Linked DNA regions of Mus musculus: region 1 is linked to region 2. A link is a contact called in public HiChIP or PLAC-seq data. All regions are on one chromosome and are shown on one strand. Each heading gives the region's core, a stretch centred on a gene start, on an enhancer-like site or on the middle of the called end of the contact. The rest is flanking DNA. Distances are from core to core; before and after follow the strand shown.

Region 1 (2,726 bases), core at 157-2,656, 210 kb before region 2:
ACCAATGCCCAGCCCAGCCTGGCCCCCGGACACTAAGACCATGTAATGAGTCTAAGAGGAGGTGCCCAGCTATGACCCCTTAGGTTGGCCCAGCTCCAGTGCTTCCTCAGTCCAAGTACATGGAAAAAACCTTCTCTTTGGGGCCTCAGTTTTCTTACCAGTAAGAAGTATGCATCCAATAAAAGTAGTTTCATTGGCATGGTGCCAGCTTGTAATCCCAACACTTGGGAAGCTGGGGTCAGAGGATTGTGAGTTGGAGGCCAGCCTGGAGTCTGTCTTCAATACACACACACATACACACACACACACACACACATACACACACACACACCCCAACAGGTACTTTGACTATTCCTCACATATGGTAAGTGTTCAGTTATAAACTAATTTCTGGCAACATCAGAGTGCAGAGAGCAGGGGCTATGCACCTGTTTCTCAGATTCAGCCATCTTTGTATGTTTGAGACAAAGTTTCCTGGTTGTGCAGGCTGGCTTCACACTCCCCGTGTAGCTGAGGGTGACCTTGAACTCTTGATCCTTCTGCCTCTCTCCACCTCTGTTATGTTGGGGTTACAGGCATGACCCATCGCACCTGTCTTCAATACCCAGCCTTCGTACCACAGCAGCCCCCCAATTCCTCCCAACCAAAAGGGAACATCAAATTGAGGCACCAACTAAATTTCAAGTCCTGTCTCCTACCAATGGGATCAATGCTAGCTCTCCAGCACCCACCTTCAAAGACCAAGAACCCTTTCCCAGCAATTCACATATTCCACCCAAGGGGCCTCTATCTGCCCATCTTACAGATAGGAAAGTGAAGACAAAGGGATAGCCCGAAGCTGCCCAGGCAGGTATAGGTGGGCACACCTATAATGCCAGAACTCATGAGACTTTATAAACTCAGAGGCTTTTCTGGAGTCTAAAGGCAGCCTGGCTTATATAGAAAGAATCTGAGACTGTGTCTCCAAAAGCACTAAAGGAAGGGCTACAGAGAACACCGTAGACTGGGTAGATAGAGGCTTGCCTAGCATGCATGAGGCCCTGGATTCCATCTCCAGCACACTAATACTCAGCGCGGTTGTGCATGCCTGTGACCCTGGCACTTGGGAGGCGAAAGCAGGGAGTCTACAAGCTCAATTATATCCAGCTACATAAACTGGAGCCCATCCTGAACCACGAGAGATCAAAGGACCCACACACACACAACATTGGGAGCATAGAATTTGAACCCAGAGCCTGGTTCTGAAGTCCATGAATTTGACTCCTATGTTAATCTCCCTTCCCAGACCTCCCAGAACCCTGGGCTGTGTTCCTAGGGATGCTCAGCCCAGTCCACTCCAGAGTGGCCAGCTGATTATTTCTTACCGGTGGGCCTCCAGACACCTCCAGAGCTCCTTGGTCTGTCTGTTTAGTCCTAGCCTTGGGCTGGGAGGGAAAAGGAATGGGAAGGGGGGGGCAGAAGGGGGACCCTGGCCATTGGCTGTCCTGCTGTGATGTCACCCAAAGGGTGGGTGGTGGGGAAACAAACATCCCCTTCTGTGCACTACATCCATCTGCAAGGGCGTGGGGATGTGGAAACATGAACCTCTCCCTTGCCAGAGCCCAGACCTCCACCCCAGCCTTAGTTCAAGAATTTGCATACCACCCCCATTCGAATACTCAGCACCCCACCCCCATCATCTCTGGGCTCCTGGACCCAGGCCTAGCCCACATAGTCCCTGAGACTCTCAAAACAACCTCTTACACTGTCTCCTTGAGAATTTGGGTTCAAGTCCCAGCTCAGGCATTCCTGGCTCCGGGAACTTCAGCAATCACAGGGCATCACTGGGCCTCAGTTTCTTTGTCTTTGAAATAGTAGTAGTAAGAATGCTTACCTCTTGAAGGTTGTAATGGAGTCAGATGAGTTTTAAAATCTATGGTGGGGCCCAGTGAGATGGCTCAGCAGATGAAGGTATTTACTATTAAGCCCGAGGACCTAAATTCAGTCCCTGGGTCCATGTGATGGGAAGTGAGAACTAACTCATGCCAATTGTCCTTTGATTTACACACACATGTGCACACACACACACACACACACACACACACACGTGAGCACACACAGGCATGCACACATGCACATGCACACAGGCACACATGAGTGCACATACACATGCACACAGTCCAACACACATGCACACACACAAGCGCACACATGTTCGTACACACACACACATGTGTGTGTACATGTGTGTACACACACATATGATACATATGCACATATGATACATATGCACACACAATAAAGAAATGTACTTGAAAAAAAAGACTAAGGCAGGGACTGGAGAGAGGACTCAGCAGCATCATTTGCTGTTCTTCCAGAGGACCCAGTTTGGTTCCCAGTCCCAGCTCGGGTGGCTTTCAATCATTAGTAAGCAACCTCAGCTCTGGGATGCCAAATACCTCCGGCCTCAGCAGGATGCAGACACTCTTACACATAATTAAAAATAATAAAGACAAATAAAAATAAAGACAAAAGCAGGTCAGGTGGTGGGGGCATGCACCTTTAATCCCAGCACTCGGGAGGCAGAGTCCGGCAGATCTCTGAGTTCAAGGCCAGCCTGGTCTACAAAGCTAGTTCTAAGGCAACTAAGGCTACCCAATGAAACCCTGTCTTAGAAACAAACAAATAAACAAACAAACAAACCAAAACCATTCACAAAAGTACATAAATAAATGGCAAAAGGGATA
Region 2 (2,894 bases), core at 254-2,753:
GTAGAGTCGGGTTAGCAACAGTGGTGATGTGACCTAGCAGAGACAGCCAGGCCCCAGCCTCAGCTTGAGTCAGCAGGAAGGACCAGGAGGAATGCCTGGAGAAGTTCTAGGCTGTGCCTCTCTCAGGGAAGCGAAGATCAGAGAAGATGTGAGACCCACAAACGTTACACAGCTAGCTGTACCAGCGAGCCAAGCTCTGTCCCCATCACTGTCTGCCTAGTCCTATTTATGCCCTCCAAACATCATGTGTTCTACATGTGTCATGCCTCAGCATGCGCATCTGTCTCAGCTGACATCACTCTGCCAATCAGCCCAAGTCCTGGGAAGCAGCAAGAAACTGCAGCACACCACCAGAAGTTTTTTGATGTGTTTCTCTCTATGGCATCCCAACAAATGCAGCTCGACTCTGCAACGTAAGGTGAACCAATGCATGTGTGTTGTTAGCAAAGACTCGCTCATCACGTGTCCTTTTACGTGCTTGCTTTAGCAGAACATCCTCTTTCCTGTGTCTGTGTCAGTGAAACGTCCCTTCACGAGTTCACCTTAGCCTTTCACACCTGTGTCCACTTTAACAAAATGTTCCTTCACCCACGGGCCCCAGCAAAACACCAGCCAACACAGCTGCCTTTCCAAAGAACCCTTAAGTTTCCACGTCCGAGGACAGTCCTCGGGAGTTTATCTGGGACTCAGGGTGTTGGACTTGTGCAGCAAGCATCTTTTACTAGCTAGCCATGTCCCCAATGGGACTTCTGAGTTCCCTCAGGGTAGGTTCTGTGTCACTGCAAAAACCTTAGCATGCAAAAGAAATATTTTCCCAACTTGGGGTGGTGCGGAGAGTTGTGCATAGAGGAGGGATGGAGACTTAACAGGCATCAGTGATTGCCTGGGGTGGGATAGGAATAAGGAGTGACTACGCATGGGTGAACAGGTCATTTTGGAATGACCTTAATGTTCTAAAGTAGAATTCACAATGATGGACGCTCAACTGTAAAATCGCCATCGATTATGAGATCATTTAAAATGTGAACTTTATAAATAGATTACATCTTGCTTTAGATTTATTTAATATACGTGAGTACACTGTTGCTATCTTCAGGCACAACAGAAGAGGCAACGGATCCCATTACAGATAGTTGTGAGCCAACATGTGGTTGCAGGGAACTGAACTAAGCTAGATGTTATGTCTGTGCACTAGGTATGTGCAGTGCCTGCAGAGACCAGAAGAGGGCAATGAATGGCCTAGAACTGGATGGAGTTACAGCCGCCACGTGGGTGGTAGGTTTTGAATGGATCTCTCAAAGAGCAACCAGTGCTCTTAACCGCTAGCTATCTCTCCACCCCACCCCCCAAGTAGATTATATCTTAATAAAGCCGCTGGACAAAATAAAATCTGTGAGGCGGTAGTGATACTCCGCAGAGTCAAGGGTCGGGGGTGGGGGAGTTAGAGTGGGATGGGGCTAAGGAAACAGTCAGGGAGGGTGAGATAGGATCCCAGTCAGAGTGTGGGGGAAGCAGGCAGAGAGCTGGGAGCAGGGTGGGGTGCTGTAAAACCATAGGCAGTTGGATTGCGGGGAGCTGGCAGAAAGTCTGGAGTGGAATGGACACACAGACAGGATGGGGTGAAAGCAGAGGGTAGGGTGGGATGAGTGGATAACAAAGATCATAAGATGGAATGGTAGATGCAGGCAAGAAGTGGGGGTGGGGCGCAGGCAGAGAAGAGTCCCGTCCTGATTTGGCAGGCTCGCGCTGACAACGCTGTTTTATAGGCGTCCAGCAGAATAGCCAGATCCGAACTAGGGGAGTCAAAGAGGGCTTCCCAGAGGAGCAAGCTGCCGAGCCAAGGCCTGAGGGATAACGTTCCTCCTGGCTCTGACGACAGTTGTTTTTTCCAAAAATGATGTTCTGCCTCCCAGTCCTTTTGAGTGTAAGTCCTTTGCTAAGCCAGCCCTCAGGCCACTCCATCGCGGCGCAGCCAAGGTCACCAGGGGGCGCTTTCCAGCCGCACTCCACCCTCTGTCCTACTATGCGCTATCCTATCGCGAGCGCAGGATTCATAGCTCTCACAGCTAGGGTTGACTGCGTTGGCCGCGGCCGCCGGTAGGAACCAGTCCTCTGCAGCATCCGGAGGAATCTAGATTCTCCCAGCTTAGATGAGAATAAAGGACTGAACAAGGATCCTGGGCGCTGCTCCTGGGAAAGAGGCACAAAGGCCGGGCTCCACAGTGGCTGGGAAGCTTTCCTAAGCACTAGGTAGGAGGTGCCAAAGCAGCCAGTAAGGATGTCCCTCCAAATGATGTAATCGGAGGGTTTATCCGGGTTTCCTAGTTTTATTCTGATAAGGCTGGCCTTTAACTCAATGATCCTCCTGCTTCAGCCTCTAGAGTGCTGGGATTATAATCATATGCCACACCGGGCTTTTTCCTGGGTCCATTCCGAGGGAACCTAAGCCTGGGGACAGGAGGTGGGGTGAGGGGACCAGACTATGAGTTCTGTGCAGGAAGAGCAAGAACCTCCATGCAGGCCATGGGAGAGAAACTGGTCCAGTCGGGTGGTGGTGGGGGGGGGGGGGGGCTGGGGGCGGTAGGGAGGTCTTGATGAGATGCCCATCTTTGGCGCTACCTCTGGCGTTCTCCACCTGTTTGCATGTGCATGGCTGATGAGGGGCAGCGCTGAAAGACCTCCTTGGTAACAGGAAAGGCTGTGCAAAAATCAGCCTGGGGTTCCCACTGACTGAACAAAGGCTTGAGGGTGCCCAGATGAGGCTCATCTCTAGCAGAGCCCTCTAGCCATGCCTGGGGTCTGCATCCCAGCACAGGTGTTGGTTAAAAGTCCCTGGTGCTGGGGTAAGTTCTTGACGCTAGATCCCAGCCTGTTTCTACCCCAGCTTCAAGGCT

The links. HiChIP or PLAC-seq counts read pairs in DNA pulled down with a chosen protein or histone mark.
Region 1: a contact with region 2 is called in an H3K27ac HiChIP or PLAC-seq map of embryonic stem cells, with 5 read pairs. The contact joins the promoter of Prx here to the enhancer-like site in region 2. A contact is called at or near these places in 4 of 39 promoter capture datasets (cranial neural crest, frontonasal cranial neural crest, maxillary cranial neural crest and 1 more), 1 of 15 datasets of contacts at CTCF or cohesin (embryonic stem cells), 4 of 484 Hi-C or Micro-C datasets (all in embryonic stem cells), 6 of 115 datasets of contacts at active chromatin or transcription factors (the NIH/3T3 cell line, embryonic stem cells and pancreatic cancer cells) and 3 of 9 other capture datasets (adipose tissue, liver and pancreatic islet).

What each region holds. Positions count from the first base shown.
Region 1 is chr7:27,498,004-27,500,729 of GRCm38.p6, reverse strand. It overlaps Prx (periaxin), which reads right to left and starts at 1,406. Exons shown (of 7, transcript NM_198048.2): 1 at 1,365-1,406.
Region 2 is chr7:27,284,255-27,287,148 of GRCm38.p6, reverse strand. No RefSeq gene overlaps it. Among named protein-coding and RNA genes, the nearest start is that of Numbl, 27 kb to the right of the region's middle. Within about 2 kb of position 1,503, at least 50 of the 459 cell types and tissues checked have an H3K27ac peak or open chromatin away from gene starts, as enhancers often do. A contact at or near this core is called in adipose tissue and embryonic stem cells, where this site is marked.